4 separate regions of the Mus musculus genome follow, and all the other regions are linked to region 2. A link is a contact called in public Hi-C and promoter capture Hi-C data. All regions are on one chromosome and are shown on one strand. The core of a region is the stretch at or near the end of the contact, and the rest is flanking DNA. Distances in the headings are between cores, read along the strand shown.

Region 1 (3,395 bases), core at 499-2,998, 700 kb before region 2:
AAAGTGAACTTCCTTATAAGGGAGAAGAAGCCAGATAGTGGTAGCACACGCTTAGGAGGCAGAAGCAGGTGGATTTCTGAGTTCGAGGTCAACCTGGTCTATAGAATTCCAGGACAGCCAGGGCTACACAGAGAAACCCTGTCTCGGAACCACCCCCAATCCCTACCCCAAAATAAGGAAGAAGAAAATGTGCTAGAAAGAGTAAATGTCTATATCCTTGGGCCAGAGAGCTACCCTCCTTCAGTTCAGTGTTTACATTATAAACACAAGGACCCAGATCATCAGGGTGGGGCCTGTCCATTTGCACAGCTGCAGAAGGCCCAGGAGCATCCTCAAGGCTCCAGGGCCAGCATAATTATGCTAATCCACAAGCCCCAGGCCCCATTGAAACCCAGTGTCTCTAGAGAAAGAGTAGGAAGTGTCCTGGGGAAAGAAACCTGAGCCTGTGTGCCTGCCCACAGGTGCCTCAGGAAGAAAAAGAAAAGAACAATCTAAAAATACATTTAGGACCCAGATTTAGCTCCCAAGGGGTTTGATTCCTTGAGTGACAAACTAAGACAAAGGTAAGGGCAAGAAAGCCGCAAGGAGGGCTGTGTAAGTCCTGGAAAGATAAACTCTGAGGAGCTACTGAGGATTTGTTGTCCTCACGGGTCATAGCTACAAACTGCTTGACCTTTCTTGGGAAACAGAAAGGAGAGCTGACATATGTTAGCCCGAGGAATCTGAGAGCAGCTGCAGCCAGCCAGATGTGAAAAAAAATACTGCATTTGGTTTTGGCTGGAGGTGCTGGGTGAGTAGTCAGGCAGGAGACATCCAAAAAGAAGTCGGAGATGATGGTGGCTTGGGTTGGGGGAAGGTATCATTTAACATCTCAGGGGAACACACAGATTGCCTAAAGAAAAGATCACTGGGTAAGAAGGATGTAGAGTGAGGTCTTGAGTAACATTCAATGAAGATAAAGATAAGTCCGTCAAAAAGCAAGTATGTCTTGGAAACGAGCGTTTCAAGATTATCCAGGAAGCAGGGGGAGAGAACGTTTTAAAAAAGAAAGAAAAAGATAAAACCCTCAACAACATTCATGTATTGTTAGGGACATTCAGATAGGAAACAGGGGAGGGGGGTGGATTAGTCTCTAAAGGAGCACTTAATTCATATGGGGGGGGGGAACAGAGCAAAGTGAGGAAGGAAGCAAAAGAAGTAATCTCCACATGGTAAATAAACAGAATGAAATGTTGATAAAGATCAACAGATCCTTAAGACGTATGTGTCAAGTGATTTCAGTTGCTAAATTCTTGCTCGTACAGTATTCGTACCAGTCAAAAATTGCTTGCGCTCTAATTATAAACACGTGGAAAACAAAATCAGTCCAGCACGGTCTCAGATTTCTGTCAGAAATGCTGGACACAATAACTTAGCATTCTAACCTAAATTGCAACACAAACAAACCTAATGCTGGACACAATTACTTCACATTCTGACTTAATAGCGACACAAGCAAGCCTAAGTGGGAAGGCAGGCACTTCAATCTGCCACCAAGCTTGTAAGACTAAAATGAACAGTTTTGCTTACCACACAAAGGATCTTGTATTTCTTGAGACTGTCTTTCTTAATGGGCTCCTCTGTGGCTAATGCTAGCCTGGAATCCATTGTTCCCGTAGCTGTGTAAACCTGTCTAGCCAGAAAATAAGGCTCTTTCTTCCCTCTGGGGAGGGAAAAAGGAACTGTCCTGCCTGCCCCAGCTGTGACTGACTTTTAAATCCGGGAGAAAAGCAGAGCTCTGTAGCGATTGGTCAATTGAAGAGGGAAAAGCCTTGTTAACAAACAGCGTTGCCCACAGAATAAAGTCCATTTCTCTCTCGGACATTGTGGACAGCAGTTCTTTACAGCTTTAGAAGTAATAATGCATACTAATCGGGATATGTAGATAGCAAGAATAGAATATTAATCACACTTATAAAAAGCTACTCATTTGTTTTGTTTTTGTCTGTGGAAAGAACTTGTGTCACTTCTTATCTCCTAAGCACCAGGATTACATCATGTGTCCCCCAATTTACAAATTGCTGGGAACTGAATCCATGGCTTCATACCAGCTGAGCTCCACCCCAGCTCGGTTGCTTTCTGGGTTTTGTTTCTGTTTGTGTGTTTGGCAGTATCATATACCATGTTAGTCAGAGTGGTTTTCCAAGCCCTCCTATCTCAATCTTCCAAAGGCTGACAAGAAGCCCTGTACAGGGAGTTTGTACATCCATATAGATGTCATGCTGCAGTTGCAAGCTAGTACATTTATTAAAGGACTGGAGGACTGGAGAGACAGCTCAGCAGTCATGAGCTCTTGCTTGCTTCTGCAGAGAAAGTTCAGATCTCAGCACCTCTGTCAGGCTGCTCAGCAGTTCCAGCTCCGGGGACCCGATTTCCTCCTCTGTCCTCCAAGGCCCCCTGCACTCATACACACACACACACCCCGCCCCCAACATACACACACACACACAATATACATTAAGTAATTAAAACAAAATAAAATGTGTTTGATTATAATAGAAATTCTGAAACTACTATAAAGATTTTTTTAATTATGAGAGGAGTGTATCTTACATTTTAGAATGTCTACAGTTTAAGAATTATTTTAAAGCAAACGACAAAATAGTATGTGTGGTGGTTTGATAGGAAGGGCTCCCATAAGCTTATATATTTGAGTGCTTAGTCACCAGAGAGTGGCGCTATTTCTAGGAATCAGATGGATTAAGAGGTGTAGTCTTGTTGGAAAAAGTGTGTCCCTTGAGGGTGGGATTTGAAGTTTCAAAAGTCCACTGTCTCCTCCCCCTCTTCCCCCACCCCCCTCTCTCTCAGTCTCAGTAGATAGATGGAGAAATAAATAGATAGATAGGTAGGTAGATAGATAGATAGATAGATAGATAGATAGATAGATAGATAGATAGATAGATAGAGGGATGGATAGATATATTCCTACCTATGGATCAGGATGCAAAACTCTCCAAAGCTACTTCTCCAGTACTGTCCAGTACTGTCTTCTCCAGTACTGTGCTCCCAGGCAAGATGATAATAGACTAACCTTCAAAAATATACCTAAGTCCACACTTACATGTTTTCTCTGATAAAAGTTGCCTTGGTCATAGTGTCTCTTCACATTGATAGACTAAGATACTATGTTTTCACTGTTTTTTGCATTATATGGTATTTTGTTAGGGTTCTCTAGAATCACAGAACTTATGGGTAGTCTCTATATAGGAAGGGAATTTGTCTGTAGTCCAACTCCCCAACAATGGTCAGCAGCAGCTATGAATGGAAGTCCAAGGCTCTAACAGCTACTCAGTCCCACAAGGCAAGCAGTCAAAGAAAAGAGTCTTCCTTCTTCCAATGTCCACAAATTGGAATCC
Region 2 (3,371 bases), core at 32-2,531:
AGTGACGTGCCTAAAATAAGCATTAACCTTTATGGCATCTAGAACTTACTGAAAAACCAAATGAACATGCACCCTCTCAAAACACAGCTCGGCTCCAGAGCAAACAATCTCAGTCCAGGAACAAAACGCCCACAGCAGATCACCTAAAGCTTCTGAATGTATCCCGTGGTTTCCGGTTGGTTGGTTTGTTTGTTTTTTAAATCTACCCATCTTATGGAAAATCTCTGCTGCAGTCCAGATCCAATGTTTTGCGTTGGCTAAACGCCGATAGCACAATGCTTAGAACATTTCTTAAGCAGAAGTTCAGAGGCTGAAGAAGGCATACGCACATGTACATGATCATGGGTGTATACATGTGTGCAGAGTCATGAAAACCTGTGTGTGTGTGTGTACTATGAGTCCATCTTGACCTGCTGTATGCCTCACTTCACGCTTGAATCATTTTCGAGGTTCTGAAGGTTTATCTTGAGAAGGAAGCAGCAGAGATAAGATGTGGGGGTAGTACGATGGACTAGTTCCCACCTGGGCCATTCAAATCCCTTAAGTCTCTCAGCGGCACTCAGTGTCAGTGGGAGCCCAGTGCACGTGTGACTGACAGTAGTCCTTGTGAGGACTATGACATATACACACACATCTGTTACGTGGGGGAGGCAGACCGTGGACAGCATAGAGTCTGATGCCTTGAGAAATAAACAAGCAACCCTATGTCCAATTCGGTGATTCACAGTTGACTGTCTACGGGGAACCACAGTGAAGGACGCCCTATAGCAAGTGGACAAACCCTACGTACCTCATAACTTACAGAGTTGAAAGTATCAAACTTTGCCCCGTTCATCAAGAAAGGGCTGGAGGGTGGGGGAAGAAATCTGTCAATCAAACAGGTACATCTCCCCAGCTTCCCAGAGCACCTGCCGGCTTGGGTGTGTTTCAAGGATGAACCAAACCCTTCCTCGTGGGGTCTCACACTTACCTGCCATCAGTTTGATCCTGAAGTAGGCAAGAAGGAGGAGAAGCAGCAAGGTCACAGGCAGGAAGATCCCCAGGACCAGGACAGGGCCGGGGAGTTCCTGCAAGAAGATTGCCAGCACGGAGCTCATGGTCCCCACTGCTCGGGACAGGCGACTTGGCTCTGCTCTGTGGTTGTCCTTTCCCGAAGTTCTGGCCTTTGCTCATGCTTTTCCATGAAACCTGTTGTGGACTTTGCTCTGGCTTATTAGTGGAGTGAATACTGGAGCGCTGTTGGCAAGTTACTCTGTAACTCAGCTACAGTTGTAGAAGAACCGAAGAGTAAACCTCCCAAGCTGTCCTGGAGATGCGTCTTTGTCTGACAGGAAGTGGGATGGTCCTGGTAGGCTGGGGTTAAATATCTGACTTCAAACAAATGCCCTTCTCTCTATGTGTTTTCACAGAAACCCAGGCCCAGGGAGAACATTTACCCCTCTTCCTACATTTCAGAGCTGAAAATGTCGGAATTGTCATGGTAATGCCCATAGTTGATGTGACAGATACTGAGAAGGAAAAACACGCTTGCCACATGTGAAAACTGCCTGGTTGGTTCTGCTCTGAGTGCCTCTCTGGAGGGCACATTGATGGATTTGACAATCACTTAATTCTACTAGAGCCTGACCTTCAGTCTGGAAGTCAGATATACGCAGCAGAGACGTAGATGATAGCCGCAGGTGAGTGGGGGGGGGGGGGGGTCCAGACAACGGCAGGGCCCTGCCCTTTCCTAACTGCTGCAGCTCACTTTCCTCTCCGCTGTCTACTCATTTGCCTTGGCCCAAAATGCAGGCTGTTATGACAACTCCAGACTTCCAGGATAAGAGACGGCAATAAACTGGCAAATGCCAAGGTTCATGATCATCTATTGACTACCAGTGAGCTGCCTTGTACCAATTTAGGGGAAAACTTCCAAAGCTACTAGACTACTAAGGTTGACTAAAAGACTCATTTCCTAACTCAAAGGATCTTTAGAGACTTTGGAAAAGTTTGGGCTTTTTCTTTTTAAATTTCATTTTTATTTTATGTACATTAGTGTCTTGACTGCACAATATATCTGTTTGAGGGTGCCAGACAGACCCCTGCAACTGGAGTTACCTGCACTCGTGAGCTGCCATGTGGGTGCTGGGAATTGAACCTGGGTCCTCTGGAAGAGCAGCCAGTGTTCTTAACTACTGAGCCATCTCTCCAGCCTCAAGACCGAGGGAAAGTTTGCAGGAGATTGGTAACCACATTCAGGGCTTCACTTCCGACTTGTGTCCCCTCTCTGTCCCACCCCATAGGCTGCTGCTGGTGGGAAGCTGACAGAGTCCACTTTAAAGGACTGCCTTCAGTACCATCTACATTCTTCTACCTGGGACTGTGTGTGGCCATGCGGACAGGCTCTCACCTTCACTAAACAATTCAACTGGTAAGGGTAAAGGGGCCGGGGGGGGGCTTGCCTGGCATCCCTGAGTAAGTAACAAAGTTGGAAGGAGAGTGTTAGAACACCAGTATTGAGCCTGCATTCATTGAATGTATTTCCTTCTCTTCCTCTCTCCACAGAGGGCTGCTGCTGCTGTGGTTTGTGCATGCTCTCTGTTGAGATGGTTATTTGGTGCTTATTCAGCTGGGCTAGAATGCTGATTTGTAAAGTGTCAATCTTCAGAGAACCTTCATTAACTGGAGGCAAACAGGTTTGATGTTAGCCAGCTGCTAGGATGGATGTTCTGTATCCACCCACTCGGCAAGGCTTACCTGAATGCCTAGGCTTCGTTGAGTGTGGAGAAGAGGCAATGTGAATAACAGCGCTTAGCCCCAGATTCACATAGAAGCAAAGCTCTGGGGCGGCGCTGACTCGTTCCAATGAGAGGTCTGGGCTGTTCACAAAAAGTTCTCAGTGTCTGGAGCCTGAATAGCTGAAGCAGTCAGCTCAGATGCACATAAGCCCGAAGCATGGCAGGTCTGCGGAGAAAGGGAAAGAATAGACAGGGGCAGAAAGGCAGAGCTCATGTGGAGTTGAAGCTGGAAAGAGAGGTATTGGAGCTTATAGACTCTTTAGCCCTACTCAGGACAATGTTATGTGGACAGGGAGAGCCACCAAAGGTCTTTGAATGTAGATTTGCATGGACTTAGAAAGTATTTGACAACCCTTTAAGGAATAGAAGGAGAGATAACACTGGCTTAGTATGTCTCAAGGTGGACTCAAAATGCAATGGATGTGAGCTAGAAGTCAATAGTACAGAAGGGAGTGGGGACAGAGAGATAAGAACAGTTCTCATGGAATAATTGAGTGGGTAGAGGTGGATGCTACCAGTGCCTCCAGCCACCGTGGTACCTACTTTCTGTCTGGCTGAGCATGAGTTTATGATTTCTTTTGGTTTCCATGGTAA
Region 3 (2,912 bases), core at 74-2,573, 580 kb before region 2:
AAACTGTGAAAACTGTTCAGTGCTGAACAAACACAAACTGGTATTGCTCTGTTAGCACTGTGCTCCTGTGTCCTGCATGTTAGTGCTGTGTGCTCCCGTGTCCTGCATGTTAGTGCTGTGTGCTCCCGTGTCCTGCATGTTAGTGCTGTGTGCTCCTGCCTCCTGTACTGCTGATGCTGTTTTTCAGTCCTGGCACTCAGCAATGCTCACTGAATGGAGCGCTAAGACTGTAACTCACCAGCGTTTCTCAGAGTTGGGCTTGTGGTCCACCTGTAACAAACTGCCTCATGTACCAGTTTAAAAGTCTTGCTATGCAATGACTCTTCTCTACCCAAGAAGACTTGATTCTGTGATTTCCCAAACTTCCCCAAAGGCTCTGGTGCAGGTGGAAATGGAGAATCACTGGATAGGGCTGGCATTGTAACTGCCCATCCTCATCCAGATCTTTAGTGAGAAGAGGTGCCGTTTCCTACTGGGCTAAAAGTCAAGCAAAGTGTAGTACAAGGAAGTGCAGTGCAAGGACTCGACTTGATCACATCACATGTTCCTTTGAGATTCATCTTTGAATGTCAGCTTTCCCAAACAGATGGCTCATTTCTTACCAATCAGTTCTCAAGAGACAATTCTACCTTCTCACTAAATCAGGGTTGTGTGTGTGTGGGTTTGTGTGTGTGTGAAAAATACTACCTGCCACAGTTGCTAACAGTCAAACTGAACCCGAGCTGTCCCTATGGAAGAGAGAAACTAGGCCAGCTCTTCCTGGGTGATGGAGACCATGAATAATGCATATAGAATGCACCTACTTCTCACGTGGGTCTTATTGTGATAATATTTCCAATTATGTTAAAGTATAAGAACTGTAGGGAAAAACAGAAGGGAGCATATCAAAATATTAATCATTGTGTGTTCAGCAACTTCTGTTTTCCCCAGTAGAGAAGGGTAGGTCCCCATCAAGGAACAATTAATAAAATATCCACTCCCAAGATCAGATAGTAAGACTCATTCACACAGAAAGTCCCTGCTTGGCCTGAAGCTGTGCTCATTTATATGAGTGTAGTATAAGCCTCAGCACTCCATCAATCATCACAAGTCTGTCATGAACTTGAGTGTGGGAAAAGACAAGGAGGCATGAACAAGCATGCTGGAATCTTTGACCCACTAGATGAAGTCAGAAACCCTGGCTGGCCCTAACGGTTATTAACTTCAGTTCTAGAATGTCATTTGCCAGGAACTTTGTTGGATCGGGCTATGGTTTACTGTCCTACACGGTGAAACTGCCCAGGGAAGTGCAAGGTGATTCTCTTGGGAAAGAAAAGCAAACAGATTTGGAACATCTAGTGCTGTTTGACTTTTCCACCTTTGACGCTGAGCGCAGAGGATCAGAGCCGAGAGGCATACGTGTTAGACCGTAACACTTCAGGAGTAGCCATTTGTGTAATATCTAGTATAAGGTGCCATGGGTGGCAGATTCCCTTCTCGTAGGGCAGGGAGTTCCTTGTGCTCTGCCTCCCCCAAGGCATCTAGATTTGCCCACAACACTGCTCTGCGTTGATGCTGACTGGGCAGTTATGACTGGTCTTTCCAGAAGCCTAACTGGGCACACACTTACTTTCAGTGCTGGTGAGGCTTGGACCTGACTTTTCACTATAGGGATGATGATGATAGCGAAGAGCGGAAGTGTCACAAAGCTCTGTCCATCCCGGAAGGGCCTAGTGAACCACGACAAATACGGTGGATCAGGAGATGTTGCCATCTCTCTTTAATCTCTTGACGATCCTCTCTGCTCTGGCCCTGGGCATACAGGTTACAAAGGTCTCTCCTGTCCTCCCACATGTCTAAAGGACAGTCCACCAGCACACTGGCTCCATCTCCTTTACAAGTGAGAGGAAAGCCCAAACCCCTTCCTATGGCATCCTCCAGGCTTCACAACCTCACTAGTCTGTGAGATTTGCTTTTAGCTTCTAATTATGAAACCAGCCAAGCAAATTTCTCAATTATCTAGCTTAGGGCACAGAGGTCTTGCTTTAAAGGCCGAAATGAGGGAGATTTATACTTTTAAATATCATTTTTAAGAGCACAACTCCTTTCTGCACAGCTCCTCTCTTGAGAGCAGTCCACTGCGTGGCCACCTTGGCAGCCAATCAAGGAAGACACGAGGAGCCTGGCTAAGGCCTGTGGGCAGAGGGCCAAAGCTCCTTCATGTTTTCAGCAGCCATCCTCATGCACGAAGCAAGTTACGGAACTCAAAACCCCTGGTGTATTTTTATCATTTTTCAGCAGAAGGGTGAGGATAAAGAAATGTGAAGGAAATACCAAGGGTGGGTCATAGTTAATTTATTACAAAGGAACCAAGGTCAGGAGTTTCATTCTTATCCTCACTCGCTAATTATAGTATTGTCGAGTCATTACCTTTTCAAAAGAACATTTAGGTCGCTTGGGCATATATCCAGAAGATGTCCCAACCAGTAAGAAGGACACATGCTCCACTATGTTCATAGCAGCCTTGTTTATAATAGCCAGAAGCTGGAAAGAACCCAGATGCCCCTCAACAGAGGAATGGATACAGAAAATGTGGTACATTTACACAATGGAATACTACTCAGCTATTAAAAAAATGAATTTATGAAATTCCTAGGCAAATGGTTGGACCTGGAGGGTATCATCCTGAGTGAAGTAACCCAATCACAAAGGAACTCGCACAATATGTACTCACTGATAAGTGGATATTAGCCCAGAAACTTAGGATACCCAAGATATAAGATACAACTTGCCAAACGCATGAAATTCAAGAAGAACGAAGACCAAAGTGTGGACACTTTACCCTTTCTTAGAAATGGGAACAAAACACCCATGGAAGGAGTTACAGAGACAAAATTTGGAGCTGTGACGAAAGGATGGACCATCTAGTGATT
Region 4 (3,383 bases), core at 792-3,291, 610 kb before region 2:
CAGGCTTGACACAATGAACTCCAGGCTCCTGCCCACAGCTAAGGGGAATCTCTGTCAGAGGAGCTTGCCTGAGACTGGGAGAGGGCAGCAGATGGCATTTGAAGACAGAGTCTCCTAAAAGGGCTTTGACCATGATGGTGGCCTCTGCTGATGCCCAGAGGCCAAAGTCTGTTTCCTTCCTGCTGTCCTCCTGGGTTCCCTCCCTCTTTTTTTTTTTTTAATTGTTGTTGTTGTTGTCATCATTTTCAAGTCTGTTTTATAAACCATTTCAAGGATAAATGAAGGGCTGGTGAGATGGCCCAGTGCCTGAATGTATATGAATCTTGAAGACATAAACACACACACACACACTTAAGAAGAAAAGTAAAAATTTTAAAACAAAAGAACAGGTAAGCATATTATGGATTTTTTTTTAAATGTTTGCTTCATTATGTGTGTGTGCATGTGGGGGTGGCTCATGGAGGCAGAACATGGTGCTGAGTTCTCTGGAACTTGAGCTATGGGCAACTGTGAGCCGTCTGGTGTGGGGGATGGGAACTGAACCCTTGTCTTCTCAAAGAGGAGCAAGTGCTCTTAACCACTGAGCCACTTATCCAGACCCATATTGTGATTTTTTGTTTGTTTGTTTGTTTTGGTTTTTCGAGACAGGGTTTCTCTGTATAGCCCTGGGTATCCTGGAACTCACTTTGTAGACCAGGCTGGCCTCGAACTCAGAGATCCACCTGCCTCTGCCTCCCGAGTGCTAGGATTAAAGGCGTGCGCCACCACGCCCGGCCATATTGTGGTTTTAAAGGCATCATGAATCAACAAAATACCCCCATATTCTAGTGTTCTGGGAGAGCTCTGTGGAGATTTTTCCATAGAAGGTGAAATGCTATTACTGATACCAAATACAGTCTGGGTCTCCAACCTTCCACAATTTGTATAGTGAAGAGGGTGTGTGTGTGGGGGGGGGCGGGGGGCAGATTATATCTTTAGGTTCCACAGTTTAAAAGGCTAAAGGCTGCCTGAGTCTAAAAGCCAAGAGAAAGACCCCACGTAAAACAAAAGGACCCAGGAGTCACACACCACCTTGCTTGGCTTGGATTCCCCCCGTCCTTTTTAAACACAGAGAGTTGGAGCCTAAGGCATCCTGCTATCTCATTCTAATTAGCAGCCTGAGCGTATCCACGCAGACGGGGAATGAGGAGCGCATTTAGGCAGTGCTGACATGCGTGAGTCACTTAGGCGGGCTAGGCAGAGATTTATGGATCCATTAGTCGTGCAGACCTGATGTATTGTTTTATTTGTTCTCCTTAAAGAGAGATGTAAACCCCCCACCTCCCCCCCCATCTCCCCCCCCCAACTAATACTCAAAATCATTAAGCTCAAAATACCATGAATTCTTCGCAAACTTGCAAAAGCTCTATTATTTAAGTTATCCAAATTAAAACAAGCCTAAAGGCTACCTACCACCACCCATTACATTTTTCTAAGCATGAATTACGTAACCAGACTAATGTGTTTTCTTACAATCTCTCACTCCATACTCAGAAAACATCAAAAGCACCAAGAGCCACCGTAACTATGAGAGAAACTGCAGCCCAGACACAGGTGATCTACATCCAGAGGGTTTTTCTTCAAGCTTTGTAGTGACTCTTTGTCTTGAAATGGACTTTGGCAGGATCCAAAAGTCGGCAAGCATACTATGCCACACAGTGGTGAAGAGACTTGAGCTCTAGCACCTGGAGCCCAGATGGTGCTGGGAAGCTTGTAGCCCCAAGGCAACGCCTGTTAAGTGTTAAGAATGTAACATTTCCAGCTTGCAGCTAGACCACGATGCCTGGCAAGTGTTAAAATGTAACACTTCCCAATAAATTCCAGTCATTCAAAGCCAAACTCACCTGTCCTTTTGAGAAAGGCGCTCCGATAATCTCTAAGGACTTTGGCTTGGAGCTCATGCTCTCTCTGGGTTCCAGCGGCTGCTGCTGCTGCATGTGCTCGGGCTGTCCAGCTCCTCTCCACCGGCCGTAACCCTAAAAGACAGAGGGCACATCTTTTTCCCCCCTTATAATCAGGTTGGATCTGTTTATCCAACAACTGGCTCCGCCCACCGAATGGAAGAATGACAGAGTCAACAGAACCTCCCCATCAGAGGAACTACCATTCTTCCCTCTGAGCATTATTCATCCGTCCAGTTCACACCCTTTTGAAAAAGCCAGCTGGATGACATTAATCTCTCCTCAGACAATTGACAATTATGTGTGATTTCATAACCTCATGTGAAGTGCTAGGCTTCCGGCCTGGGCACCTCAGGGCAGGGTGCTCACCTTTTCCAGGATTTAAGTCCACTGGGGACTTGCAAGGTGAGGCTAAAACAGCAAGTGGGGGGGGGGGGTGAGGGGGTGGGGGGGGTGTCTCTTACTTCCCTCCTGTTGAGCATCCTGAGTCAAGGCTTCAAGTTCTGGGGAAAGTGAGACACATTTCATGTGTCACCAGGTTACACTGTCTAGGAAAGCATGGGGCTGGTTTTTGTTTTATATTGTTGTTGTTGTTATTATTATTATTATTTACAGGAAGGCATCATTTATTTCCCTGACAACCCAAAGCAGTTCTATTTTTGAAATACAGTCTCCAGGAAAATCTCATTTTTGGAATCATGATATCCCAAGATAGGGAAAGCAAACTAGCTAATATGAGTTGTCTTTGTCGTGTGCCAAGTGCTATTCTAGTTAATGTTCTTTCGCTTCCTGTTTCCTCTTTAAACTAACTTCAGACTGAGAATCATTCTTATGCTGTTTTGCCCAGGAAGAGACTGCAGCTTGGTGAGGTTGCTAGTCACATACAGGTTGCAGAAGAATCGAAACGGAGCAATGGGCATTCTGCACCCGCCGAGCTGCCGCGATTCTAATCTACACACCAGCAGAGTGTCAGCAGGGCCCCCTGAGATCTAGGGCAGATGAGAGAGGCCAGCCGGTAACACCAAGCCCGATGACCCGAGTTTGACCCGAAGAACCCATTTGGTGCAAGGAAAGAGTCAACTCCTCCAAGTTGATCTCTGACCTCCACGTGGGTGATGTGGTCCGGTCCCTGTGTAAAGCCACCCCCAACACTAAAGAAATATTTTTAAAAGTATTAATTTAGAAGAAACACAACCAAGTATTCTCCCAGTTACAAAGTTACATGATTATAATTTTAAAAAGAAAACCCACATGTCAGAAGTAAATTTCTTTAACCTTGTGAGGACAAAAAGCACCCAGAATTTTAATACCTCAAGAAAGATTCTGTTCCCTCTACCATCAGTACATAGAATCGTTCAGTACAAAATAAACATTGACTTATTGATTGAATAAATGTATTGCATTTATTGAATGAATAAATCAAGAAGCCAAAGTCCCTCAGGA

The links. Promoter capture Hi-C pulls out the DNA fragments that hold promoters and counts their contacts. A called contact is a pair of places that touch in the nucleus more often than the background predicts.
Region 1: a promoter capture Hi-C map of liver shows a contact between it and region 2, with 7 times the contacts expected there. The contact joins the promoter of Enpp3 here to the promoter of Smlr1 in region 2. A contact is called at or near these places in 3 of 39 promoter capture datasets (liver and pre-B cells), 1 of 115 datasets of contacts at active chromatin or transcription factors (hepatocytes) and 1 of 9 other capture datasets (adipose tissue).
Region 3: a Hi-C map of liver shows a contact between it and region 2, with 2.9 times the contacts expected there. The contact joins the enhancer-like site here to the promoter of Smlr1 in region 2. A contact is called at or near these places in 1 of 39 promoter capture datasets (embryonic stem cells), 3 of 484 Hi-C or Micro-C datasets (all in liver), 1 of 115 datasets of contacts at active chromatin or transcription factors (hepatocytes) and 1 of 9 other capture datasets (adipose tissue).
Region 4: a promoter capture Hi-C map of liver shows a contact between it and region 2, with 6 times the contacts expected there. The contact joins the promoter of Arg1 here to the promoter of Smlr1 in region 2. A contact is called at or near these places in 7 of 39 promoter capture datasets (embryonic stem cells, hippocampal neurons, liver and 3 more), 1 of 484 Hi-C or Micro-C datasets (liver), 1 of 115 datasets of contacts at active chromatin or transcription factors (hepatocytes) and 3 of 9 other capture datasets (adipose tissue, embryonic stem cells and macrophages).

The regions. Positions count from the first base shown.
Region 1 is chr10:24,834,447-24,837,841 of GRCm38.p6, forward strand. It overlaps Enpp3 (ectonucleotide pyrophosphatase/phosphodiesterase 3), which reads right to left and starts at 1,749. Exons shown (of 25, transcript NM_134005.2): 1 at 1,570-1,749. The coding sequence starts at 1,647.
Region 2 is chr10:25,534,991-25,538,361 of GRCm38.p6, forward strand. It overlaps Smlr1 (small leucine-rich protein 1), which reads right to left and starts at 1,282. Exons shown (of 2, transcript NM_001195596.1): 1 at 971-1,282. The coding sequence starts at 1,097. It overlaps Gm29571 (predicted gene 29571), which reads left to right and starts at 1,396. Exons shown (of 4, transcript NR_136909.1): 1 at 1,396-1,679; 2 at 2,283-2,410.
Region 3 is chr10:24,950,513-24,953,424 of GRCm38.p6, forward strand. The region is part of intron 2 of Gm36228 (a long non-coding RNA gene); the gene reads right to left. Among named protein-coding and RNA genes, the nearest start is that of Gm36228, 8.0 kb to the right of the region's middle. Within about 2 kb of position 1,324, at least 12 of the 459 cell types and tissues checked have an H3K27ac peak or open chromatin away from gene starts, as enhancers often do. A contact at or near this core is called in hepatocytes and liver, where this site is marked.
Region 4 is chr10:24,925,429-24,928,811 of GRCm38.p6, forward strand. It overlaps Arg1 (arginase, liver), which reads right to left and starts at 2,042. Exons shown (of 8, transcript NM_007482.3): 1 at 1,884-2,042. The coding sequence starts at 1,940. It overlaps Gm40616 (a long non-coding RNA gene), which reads left to right. Exons shown (of 4, transcript XR_001779741.2): 2 at 1-389; 3 at 1,534-2,345.